Linked DNA regions of Mus musculus: region 2 is linked to region 1. A link is a contact called in public Hi-C data. All regions are on one chromosome and are shown on one strand. The core of a region is the stretch at or near the end of the contact, and the rest is flanking DNA. Distances in the headings are between cores, read along the strand shown. Region 1 overlaps Gm52113 (a long non-coding RNA gene). Region 2 overlaps Grid1 (glutamate receptor, ionotropic, delta 1).

What was found. Hi-C and Micro-C count contacts between places; a contact is called where the count stands out from the background.
Region 2: a contact with region 1 is called in a Hi-C map of rod photoreceptor, with 4 times the contacts expected there. The contact joins two enhancer-like sites. A contact is called at or near these places in 2 of 39 promoter capture datasets (the 3T3-L1 cell line and stem cell-derived epiblast-like cells) and 2 of 484 Hi-C or Micro-C datasets (embryonic stem cells and rod photoreceptor).

The regions. Positions count from the first base shown.
Region 1 is chr14:34,609,935-34,615,844 of GRCm38.p6, reverse strand. It overlaps Gm52113 (a long non-coding RNA gene), which reads left to right. Exons shown (of 3, transcript XR_003951117.1): 2 at 427-593; 3 at 697-1,234. Among named protein-coding and RNA genes, the nearest start is that of Gm52113, 7.5 kb to the left of the region's middle. Within about 2 kb of position 4,249, at least 6 of the 459 cell types and tissues checked have an H3K27ac peak or open chromatin away from gene starts, as enhancers often do. A contact at or near this core is called in rod photoreceptor, where this site is marked.
Region 2 is chr14:34,905,928-34,911,291 of GRCm38.p6, reverse strand. All of the region lies in intron 2 of Grid1 (glutamate receptor, ionotropic, delta 1), which reads right to left. Among named protein-coding and RNA genes, the nearest start is that of Mir346, 14 kb to the right of the region's middle. Within about 2 kb of position 2,186, at least 13 of the 459 cell types and tissues checked have an H3K27ac peak or open chromatin away from gene starts, as enhancers often do. A contact at or near this core is called in rod photoreceptor, where this site is marked.

The DNA.
Region 1 (5,910 bases), core at 3,000-5,499:
GGGACCTGTGTGGCCAGGGAAGGGAGCCTCAGTACACCAGGTAAATACTTCCCTACGCCCCAAATCCTCAAAGGAATTCTTTGTTTCTGCACTCCTGTGTTGACTTAGCTGAGGAATGCAGGGTGTCGCAGAGAAATGCTCACTGGCTTGTTTTTTTGTGGCTTGCTCAATTTTCTTATATAATTGGCTGGACCCTCCCACCTCAATCATCAATCAAGGTGTTCATACATATTAAAAAAAAAAAAACTAAGGGACCTCCCAGGTAGTCTCAGAATAATTAACCACCCACAGAACAGCACTAGGCAGATCTCCCCTCCTGTCTTCTCAGAGTCTGTCTCTGCTTTGGTCCCTGAGTGATGACTAGCTTGTGAAGCCTAGTTCCATTCACGAGTCACAAAGCATTGCTTCTCCTGTTCCCTATTCCAGACTCAGTATCCTTCACTTTGTATAGAAGGCGGAGCTGATAGCAGAAGTCCTTGGAGAGGAGGGCTAGTGAGGTGACTCAGCAGGTGAAGATGCTGGCTGCCCTACCAAACTACTAGTCCGTGTGGGACTGTCCTCGGGGCGATGCGGAAGTGCCTGCACTGCCGGAGGTAAACAAGTTCCTGCCCCCACCGAAACAGGAGCAAACAGGAGGTTCACGTTCCCACCGCTTTGCAACACTGTTTCAGTACCTCCCCTCCCCCTCTTTCCCAGGCGCTAGCTGATGGAGGCCAACACCAAAGAATGACCATCATCTCCCCCACCAACGCTGGCGAACCTTTCTCTTTTCTCCTGGGTAATAATACTGTGTCCCAGGCTTGCTCAGCGGGTGGCCATAGGAGTCTGGGAGACCCGGTCCAGTGGACAGGGTTTTGGGGTTCCGCTTAGAGTTGCTTCAGTCTATAGAAAGCTGAGCCGGGCTCTGCCTCTTCTATCGCATGACCCCCACCCGGTGGTGGTGTCCCCAAGAGGAGATCACCCGGATTCCCCCCACCCCCTTCTACCTCTGCGCAGAGGGAACGCTGCTACTTTCGGAGTTGTACTCCTTGGTCCGGGATATTCCTAGACCCTGCGCCTGAGGGGCTGGGAGCGCAGCGCTTTGTTATTCAGCCGGAAAGATGCCCCAAGAATTAAAAGACTTTATAAAATGTAGGTTGACTACACCACCTGCACCTGCCTTCATTGTTGCTCTCTCACAGAATTTCAGAAATGCGCTAGGCCTCCTGGTGCATGCCTATAATCCGAAGGCAGGACTCCTGGGGTTTGAGGCCCTGTGACACGTAGAAAGACCTTGTTTCAAGAAATTTAGAAATACCAGCATATTAAAGACGCCTCCCCCCCCCCAAAAAAAAGACATATCCAAAACTATGGGTCTTTGGGCTTTTGTACGACTCCTATTAGGAGTTACGAACACGTGTGAAATTACCTCAGATAGGGGACCAAAAACAAACGAAACAACATTGCTCCTAAATCCAACTTGTTGAGCAAATAAGTAAATTACAGTCTGGGAACTGATACTCTCAGAAGAGGGGGGAAAATCACATCTATATTAAAGATTTTGCAATACCAATTAACTGATTAGAACTTTGTGATTTGGAGAGTTGGAATGTTGCAGAGCCAAATTTCTTGGACTACTTCAGTGCCCTTAGTAAACATTCATTATCCATCTTTGTCTAACATCTTTACATCTTTGAGGCAGTCATGTGAAGCCTTTTAAGAAGTGTTGACTTACTCGATCGCTAGTTTCTATCTACCTGAAGCTAACAGTGTCACTCACTGTTAAATTACTTCTGGTGTCTATATCTGAGGTTTTTCTACTGGGTCCCTGGTCACCTGCTTTCCCCATGGAGGCATCTAACAGTGTCTTGGTTTATGATTTCCTTTGGTCTATTACCATAAAATTTGCATGAAACTTGTATATCCTCCCTCTTCCAGACAAAAGTGTCTTAAGACCTGTTGCAGATGAATGGCAATCCCTGGACCCTTGCTAGTGCCCGCTAGACTCGCTGCCCCCCCCAACCCCTCCCCTTACACAAACTAGGTCAGAGTAGAACACTGTTCACAGCCACACAGAGTAGAACATTTGTCACAGAGGGCTTAACACATCCCAGGCACTGAAAGGCTTGAAAATAAGCAGACTGTAGAAGAGATAAACTCACGCATAGTCTTGACTGAGAAATAAACAACTGTAAGTGGCAGATGACATTAAAGCCTGCACCACTTTAGTGTTTGGCACATGTAGAAAAGAAGGGAGGAGCCTGCGCACTGGGTTCTAAGAACTGTTTTCTGCGCTCCTCAGCACGCTGGCATTGGTCTGAGACTGCACCAGACTTTGTAAAATGATCTGCCTCTTCACTCCTTATAGAAAGTGGGGTCTTATTCTTCACATCAAATATAGCACTTCTTTTTAAGTTTATGGAAGTACACTGTCACTGTCTTTAGACACATCAGAAGAGGGTATCGGATCCTATTACAGATGGTTGTGAGCCACTATGTGGTTGCTGGGAACTGAACTCAGGACCTCTAGAAGAGCAGTCAGTGCTCTTAACCGCTGAGCCATCTCTCCAGCCCACATGTAGACTTTCTACTTAGGGTTTTTTGTTATGGCACATTTGATTACTTTGTAGTCACAAAACACTTTTTTTCCTCTCTCTCTCTTTTTTTTTCCAGCATGCCCCTAAAAATATATAAAATTTGCAATTTTTATGTATAGTGCCTTATTTAATATGCATTTTAATGAGGTAACAGTGGCTGCTTGAAATTATTTATTTGTAAGTCAATTTATAATGGAATTTTAAAAAATACTAGGAGATTAGCTAAATAAAATATGCTGCTCTCACAGGGTAAGACATTTTATAGCCATCAGCAATAAATACTAAGACCTAAGAGAATAGACATAGAGAAATAATCATTGCACACTGAGAAGTGAAGCTGGTCAATGGCAGGATGGCGCTGCTTTCCTGGAAAAATATTAACTAGCCTCCCAGGACCATACACAACTGGTGGGTTTACTCGCTGATCTATACCTGTCTATACTTCTGAACTCTTATCAAATGAGTATTTGTTAGTTCAGTAACAAAAAGTGCATGACAAAATAAAATACCATAAATGAAAGCAAATGCCCTGCTTATGTGACAATAGAAATTCTATCAATGTAAATGATGCATTGTTTGGATTGAAGAAGTCTTTATGAATAGCTAGGAAGTGTTGGCCTCTTTTCTATGGGTATTTTCACTAATGCTTATAGGGGCTTACTCACCTGTCACAAACACAGTCAGAGTAAAGAAAGCAGTGTGGCACCATTTAGGAACTAAGTGGAAATAGGAGAGGTGACTCGGCTGAGAGAGAGTGCTTGCTGTTCTTCGGGAAGATCCACATTTGGTTTCCAGAACTATCATAGTGGGCTCACCATGCTTGTAGTAGCGCCAGCTCCAAGATGTATGGCGCCCTCTTCTGGCCTCTTCACAAACCTCAACACTTGGGACACACACATAAAGGTAAGAAATAGTAAAATAAATCTTTATAAATCTTATGTTTAAAAGTGAAGTGAGCTGGGCAAGGTGGTGTATGCCTTTAATACCAACACTGGGGAGTCAGAGGCAGGCAGATCTCTGAGAGCTCCAGGCCAGTGTGGTCTACCAAGTGAGTTCCACGACAACCAGAAGTGTATATATATATATATATATATATATATATATATATATATATATATATATATATATATATATATAGACGTTGTCTCAGACAAACAAGCAAACAAAACTAAACAAGTGGGAAAAAAGTCATGTGAACAGATAACTGATAAAAGAAGAATGGTGGGGTTTCCATGTCAGGAGAGCTCCTGAACACGCCACAGCCTGGCTGTAGTGAAGGCAAGCTTCCCCAGACATTATGATTCTAGCTGAATGGATGTTGCACTATAAAAATATATACAACTGTTGAGCAAATGAGAAATATGAGAATGGAAATATAGCAGCAATTGCCCACCTCTACTGCACGCACAGTTACTATCTTGGGATATGCAAGTAATTGGATTACTGATGCCGTCTGCTCTGTTCCCTGTAAGAGGATTACTCATAGGATCTGAAGTTTCCTCCCAAAGGTACAGTCTAATTCCTTGACCCACTCTGGTGAGTGGAACTCTACAGGAACATTTTATACCACAGCTGGGCAGACATACCGAGAGGCACTAACCAGTTCCACTCTCTCTGGCTTGTCCAAGCTAGGTCTGAAATGAGAAGCCGGAGATGGGCAGCCTCCACCCCTGCAGTGTAGATGCAAGATACATTGTTTGCCTGTTTGCTTCCACAAAGAAGCTGACTAACACACCACTGCCTGTTCACCTTTTGTTTTATTTTGTTTTCAGACAAGAGTTTCTTTGGCTAGCCTTGGTTGTCCTGGAACTAGCGCTGTGGATCAGGCTGGCCTGGAACTCACAGAGATCCGCCTGTCTCTGCCTCTGCCTCTCTAGTGCTGGGATTTAAGGTGAAAGTCCCCACTGCCACGCCCACTCCTTCTCAAATATCCGGAAGCAGGTCTTGCAGCTGAGCCATCTAAATGACTCTCCAGGCTGACCTGTGCTCTTGTTTCAGTTCTTATGGCACACTGACAATGTCCACAGCACACCAAACATTAGGACTATTAGCCACTGCCCAGAAAAAAAAAAACCCAAAACCCCAAAAACCAAAACGCTTATTCCTGAGCAATTGATGGCCAAAGCCAGCCACAGGGATGTGATAGAGAGCAGGTTCCTGGTCTTGAAGGGATTGGCTCTGACTAAGCGGAACAGTTGAATTGTTTAGGGCAAGAGCTCATTAGTGAAGCTCTGTTAACTGTTTAGATGCCAGGTGACTATAGCTAAATTACTAATGCCAGTGTTGCCATCCAGAGTTATTAATTATCAGGGGACAGTCACACTCCACTCCTTACAATGCTACTCTAGGGATGTTCTCTAAATTACCTTGGTTTAAACCACAAATGTAGGCTATATATATTTAATATTTACCTTTAATCTCAGCACTCTGGAGGCAGAGGCAGAGGCAAGCAGAGCTCTGTGAGTTTGAGGTCAGCTTGGTCTTCATGGTGAGTTCAACGTGATATCCTGCCTCAAGAGAAAACAAAAATAACAACAACAAGAAAGAATATCAGAGACATCCTCAAGTACACACCACCTAGCTAATTATCAGTTTCAGCCAACTGGGATTCCTCTAGTCGTCAGTGCTCTTAACCGCTGAGCCAGCTCTCCAGCCCCTTAACCCCACTTCTTTTTTTTTTTTTAAGATTTATTTATTTATTATATGTAAGTACACTGTAGCTGTCTTCAGACACTCCAGAAGAGGGCGTCAGATCCCATTAGGGATGGTTGTGAGCCACCATGTGGTTGCTGGGATTTGAACTCCGGACCTTCGGAAGAGCAGTCAGGTGCTCTTACCTGCTGAGCCATCTCACCAGCCCCTTAACCCCACTTCTTGTACTTATTTAAAGTATTAAAGAAAATTCTAGACATTGTATGTCAACCAGAGAATAACATTTGATATAGCACCAACTATACCATTATGTCATTCTTGAAAAAAGCCACGGTTCCTTTAAAACATCTCACGTTGAGACAGAGATCAGACTTCTGGATGGTCCCCAGAAGCTTGTGTGAACCACACATCTCATTATAAGCCTTTTAAGTTTCTTTGAATCTGTTAGAATTGCCCTGCTTATTTTTTTCTTAAGAACAATCCTTTCAGATTCTTTGTCTGAGACCTAATCCTTCGTGACCATGTGGCAAATGCCAGCGCTGTTTGCTTTTCCCACCCTTTAGTGAGCAATGCTTTCGGTGGCCCTCAGTGCCACACCAGCCTTGCACCTCCACTGAAGGGTCAGCTGGGTCCCCATTTCCACCTACAATAAGCTCAGCCTCTGAAAACTTAGTTCCTCAAG
Region 2 (5,364 bases), core at 937-3,436, 300 kb before region 1:
AGGGGTGCCCCAAGGGAAGCCTTGTCCTGCTCAGGCCCTCCTAGAGGGCTCCTGCAAGCTGACAATTATAATGCAGCTGACAAAGCAAAAACCCAGCTCAGGAAGCCATGTGCAGGGGAAACGGCAGACCTGAAATATCTATATATGCCAGTTCCCAGACACCAGCACCAGCCTCCTCTCCCCACCCTTCCTGTGCTGGCCAGTTTTATGTCAACCTGACACAAGCTATAGGCATTGGAGAGGAGGGAGCCTCAATTGAGAAAATGCCTCTATAAGATCAGGCTGTAGATAAGCCTATAGGGCATTTCCCTAATTAGTGATTGGTATGGAAGGGCCCAGGACATTGTAGGTGGGGCCATCCCTGGGCTGCTGGCCCTGGGTTCTATAAGAGAACAAGCTGAGCCAACCAGTAAACAGCACCCTGTGGTCTCTGTGACAGCTCCTGCCTCCAGGTTCCTGTCCTGACTTCCTTTAAGGACCAACAGTGATGTGGAAGCATAAGTCAAACAAACCCATCGTCCCCACGTTGCTTTTGTCACAGCAATAGTAGCCCTAACTAGAACACTTCCCAATAATCAAAGTACTCCAACACCAGTCTAGCCTCTTCCCTAAGAATTCACTCCATCCCTACCAAGCAACAGCCTGCGTGGTTACACTCAGGCTCACAAAGGTAATTTGCCCACAGTCACAGTACTAAGTGTTGGGGGTGGGGCGGGATACATCTGTTGCTAAGCACTGATAGACACCGTCTCTCCACCAACCCCTTACCCAAGGCCCCTCTCCCAGCCCTGCCTGGGTTTGGCTTGAGTTCCCTGTAATCAGGTGTAATAGCACTCACTTACCAGGGCTGGGGTGAAGACATGGGTGCAAAAACAGTGGCCAGCAAACAGTGCAAGCAACCTTGACTCACTGTGCAGTCCATTCTTTCTTGCTACCACTGCTGCCACCATATCAAAGAACCTGACCCAGGCAAGGGGACCATCCTCCACGTTCCACCATGCCCCACCGCCAAGCTCCTCTCAGCATAATATGGGGCCTTCATTATTTAAAAACAGAAACACTTTATTGACATCTTTTTATTTGTAAGTGACACATGGTAATTATAAGCAGCGTCATCTGACCAGGCAGGTCTCTACGGGAGGAGGCCTGGATGGGGTCAGGAGTCCTCAGCTAGAACCTCTGTGCAGTTATCCTTCACTTCCACCACAGCCACACCTGAGGGTCCCAACACCGCAGGCTTGCTCACCTTCCCTATTCACCTTCCTAGCACAAAGCTCCACAGTCAACATCCCTTGTGCCAGCTACCAACAGGCGCCCAGCCCCAGCTACTACCCGTGAGCTCAGCAACGTTAACTTCAGTTAACATATGGGGAAAATGAGGCTCAAAGAAGTAGCAGGGTAAAGATAGCAACGAAGAGCAGCCTGCTCTCCACGAGCCCTAAGAGGAAGTAAGTCCATCTCTCCTCTCTCTCAAACAGGGCCTCTGAGCCAGGGCTACTGTTGCTGCTTCAGGTGAGGACACCACAAATGCCCAACTATTTATCAGCAGAGGTGGGATTCACACCTGCCAGCTGCATCTGGGTCACCTTCTGTCCTGTCCGCTGCAGCCCCTAGTACAAAAAAAGGGACAGGTGTGGACTGAGAAAGGCCACTCTGACTCTTTGGGATATTTAATGCAACTTTCCACGAGGCTCCCTGCCATCCTTCTATGCATACCTGAATACAGATAAGGAGAGGCATGCCTATTTATTACACCTGTACACATACACGCTTGTGCACATATCCTCATACATCTGTGCACAGGAGTACACACACCTACTCCCATCTCTCTTTCCAAGCTGAATGAGGGCTGAGAGCAGGGCCTGGAATTACACTCACACAGTGATCAGTGAAGTCAACTTGGTGGGGTGGTGTGTGGAGGAAGCATAGCTGAGGGTCCTGGGCTGTGCTTGGCAAAGCCAAGTCTCCCACTTCCCCACCTCAGAGGCCCAGAATAGGAACTCTTGTATGGTAAGAGACACATAAATCTGACTTTTCAGTCATGATTTCTCTGTGTGCTACAGATTAAATCAAGGCTAATGTCCTCAGTCAAGGAACCGGATTGGATAGAGTTTAAAGCCTGCTCAGACACCGCACTATTATGCTAAGCGATGCAGCAGCAAGGGGGGGGGCTGCTTCCTCCCTCCCTAATCATGCCCAGCAGCAGGAGCACAGCCAATCCAACCACCAGCAGCTCTAGCAGGAAACAGGACAGGCTGAGAGGCCCTAATCCCCTTTGCCCTGGACAGACACAGGGATGACAGACCAGCCACCTCTCTTGTCCCATAGGCCCCAGAGGCAGTCAGGTGACATGCTGCATTTAAAGACACGAGAGGGTTTTTTTGGAGAGCTGGAGCTGAGATAGTACTCAAGTATCCTCAGAGATGTAAATTATGTGGGTTGAACTAATGAGCTATATATGTATCTTTCATCCCCTAATTAACTGTGGCTTAATGAATTTCTCAGCACATTGCTGCCAGATAGTCTTGGAGCCCAAAAGATTTTCTTCCCCTCCATTGCAGGTAAATATTTAAAGACCCCAAATTAAAGGGAGCACCAGGGCCCAAAATCAGAACATTGGTGTTACCCACAGTAATTAGACCCCTGCCTCTTGTTGATTCAGGGTTTTCACTTTTTCCTTTCCCACCTAAGGCATTAGAAACCTGATCTGGCACAGAGCCCAGGGTTTTCTTTCCTGTCAGGCCTGTGTCCATCTCTACTAACTGGCAACTCTTCTCCTGTGTGCAACCCAAGCTGGTACCAAAACCCTTAGGGGTAAGGGGAGGGCCAGAGACAACCTAGTATCCAGGGCTCTGGGAAAGTGAGAATGCCACTCGTGGCTGTCCCAGCATCTGCCCTACCCAAGCAGGTAGGCGAGGAACATTCTCGTCTCAGAACGTCAGCTGTTGCCAAGGCTCATTATTCTCACCACAATCATCACTGTCATTAGCTTTACTCTATCATACCTAATTAGCCTGTGCTTGATGCCCCTTCCCTTAGGTGGCCTCTGCAAAACAGAAAAGCCTCAGCCTAAACGATCCATCCCCCAATGGTACTGACCCAAGGGATGGGTAGGTATTGCTCTTGGTCCTTGAAGTAACATGGGTAAGCAGCTACTATACACATGTCCTTCCCTCTTTCTCCCAAGACACTGGGAAAGGTCCCTGTAGGGGCAAGGCACCCCCTGGGGGGGGCAGGAGAAGGCCAATGAACTAGGCATGGTCCCCATTCTAATTTCATTATTGAAGATTATTGTAGGAAGAATTGGAGCATCCATTAATTGTCCTCGCAGAACAGCCAAGGCATCACTACAACATGGAGGGGAAGGTAGACCAAAAGAAAAAAAAAAAAAAAAAAGAGGGCCAGTGTTCCAGGGGCTGAGACAAGTGAGAACCAGGGAGAAACACTGGAGCGCAGACACTTCTCAGCTCTGCCTTTCTTGGGATCCATAAGGCAGAAAAGATAATTCCTCTAGATGCTAAGAGTCAGAGTCTGCACTATCCCAGGACCTCTCTAGCCAGGGCTTGGGAGCAGCCTAGGGGATAAGTATGATCTGCCCCACTAACCTCCATAACCACAAGGACCTGAAAAGTCACAGGCCTCCTAGGCTCCCCGGGCCTAGTGTAGCGGAGACCTCACCTTGCCCTGTCGTGGGTGCTCTCTAGTGGTAGTGTGTCTAGTGCCTGAGATAAGTCCAGCCCAGGAAAGACAGGCAAGAGGAGCTCCTGACAATGACTTCAGCTGGCTTTTAGCCGCCATAAACCTGGCACACCAGCTCACAGTACAGAGGAGTATGACCCCAAAAGAAGAGCAAGGATTTTCTCAGCTACATGAGGTCACTGATCCATCTCCTCCACCAGCACCCACCTCTGCTGTCAGTCTAGCATCTCCTCACTCCAGCTGCTGAATTTCCTAGACCCCTTCCCCACTGCTCAGGACCCAGCTCTACCTCTATATAAGAATACTACATTGTCCAATAACATACAGTGAGCATTTTATTCCAGGCCTGGTGTTATTGGCTGCAACAACCTCTTCAAAACCATACCCCGCTGTCCACCTACCAGTTCTAGCTCCCACCTGTCCCTTTCCCCATGCCAGATCACACCACCTTCAGTAACAATTACTGTGATAGATTGGCTGGCCTCCTCTAAAGTCACCTATGCAACTAAAGATGGATCTCATCTATTTTTCAGATCTCTGGTATCTGGTGCTATTCCTAGAATACTGCAGGAATCACCAAATACTTGATTAGGTGGATTAATGGTCAGAGGGATGGACAGACAGGTAGAAGAGTAGGTGGATAGGTGATACATCATAAATGGGTAGAAAGAAACATGTGAAGATGGGAAGAAAGGCAGATGGATGGACAGATGACAATGAATTGGCCATAGGATGGTTGAGTGTATGGGTAAAGGAATAATTAAGTAGGTACATGTACGACTGAATGGATGGATTGATGGGATATGGATGATAGGTAAACAGATGGATAACCTTTCAATCTCTTCACCAAAGAGAAAAACAGAATACCTTAAAAATGCTAAGTTTAGTTTCCCACTATCTCCAAGGAAAGCAGGGCAAGGAGAGAGTCTTCTGTGGCTTCTAATAAAAAAAAGCCATGAATGGCAAACTTGGCCCTAAGAGCCTCTCTAGGGTTTGGCCTACCTCGAAACAACGCTGGGAAGTGCTGAGTAAGAGGTTGAGAGGGAAAGGCCATTAGAGAGTATGGGAACAAGTGGCACAAGGCAGAAGAAAGAGTGGCACAGGTGGGGTCTCCCAAGGCCTCAGGGAGGCTGTTAAGCTAGAGACGCATGGGCCACAGTGGCTCTCACACAAAGCCCAGCCCAAGCAAACTAAAAGGACCAGCGTGATCCCAATAATACCAGGCCTTCTGTATCGCAAGTAGTAGTTGGTCGTGACATTCATTGGTCTCCAGGGGACAGGTTTGGAATGTGGTGCTGATAATCAAACCCTCCCCACATCTTCCAAGGTTGATTGATAAGAAATCGGCACATGTCTCTCTGGAAGCCCCAACAAGACTGGGCACTTAAAACACAAACCAAGTCAGCCTGAACTTGGCAGAGGAAAAAGTTAAAATTGATGGGGAAGCTCCTAGACAGAGCTGGCTCCCTTCCCTTGATCAGGGGCTCTAGGGTCTCAAGCATCTAGCTTCAATCTAGACCTCGTTTCTGAACCCCAAACAAAAGAATTGTTGTGCCTGGGGACCTAACAAAGGGAACCACTCACCAGTAGACTATAGAGAATACCTGTCCTTGTTGATTAAATGCATCCAATAACTCGCAAGGCATGCCTGGACAGAGAGCAGTT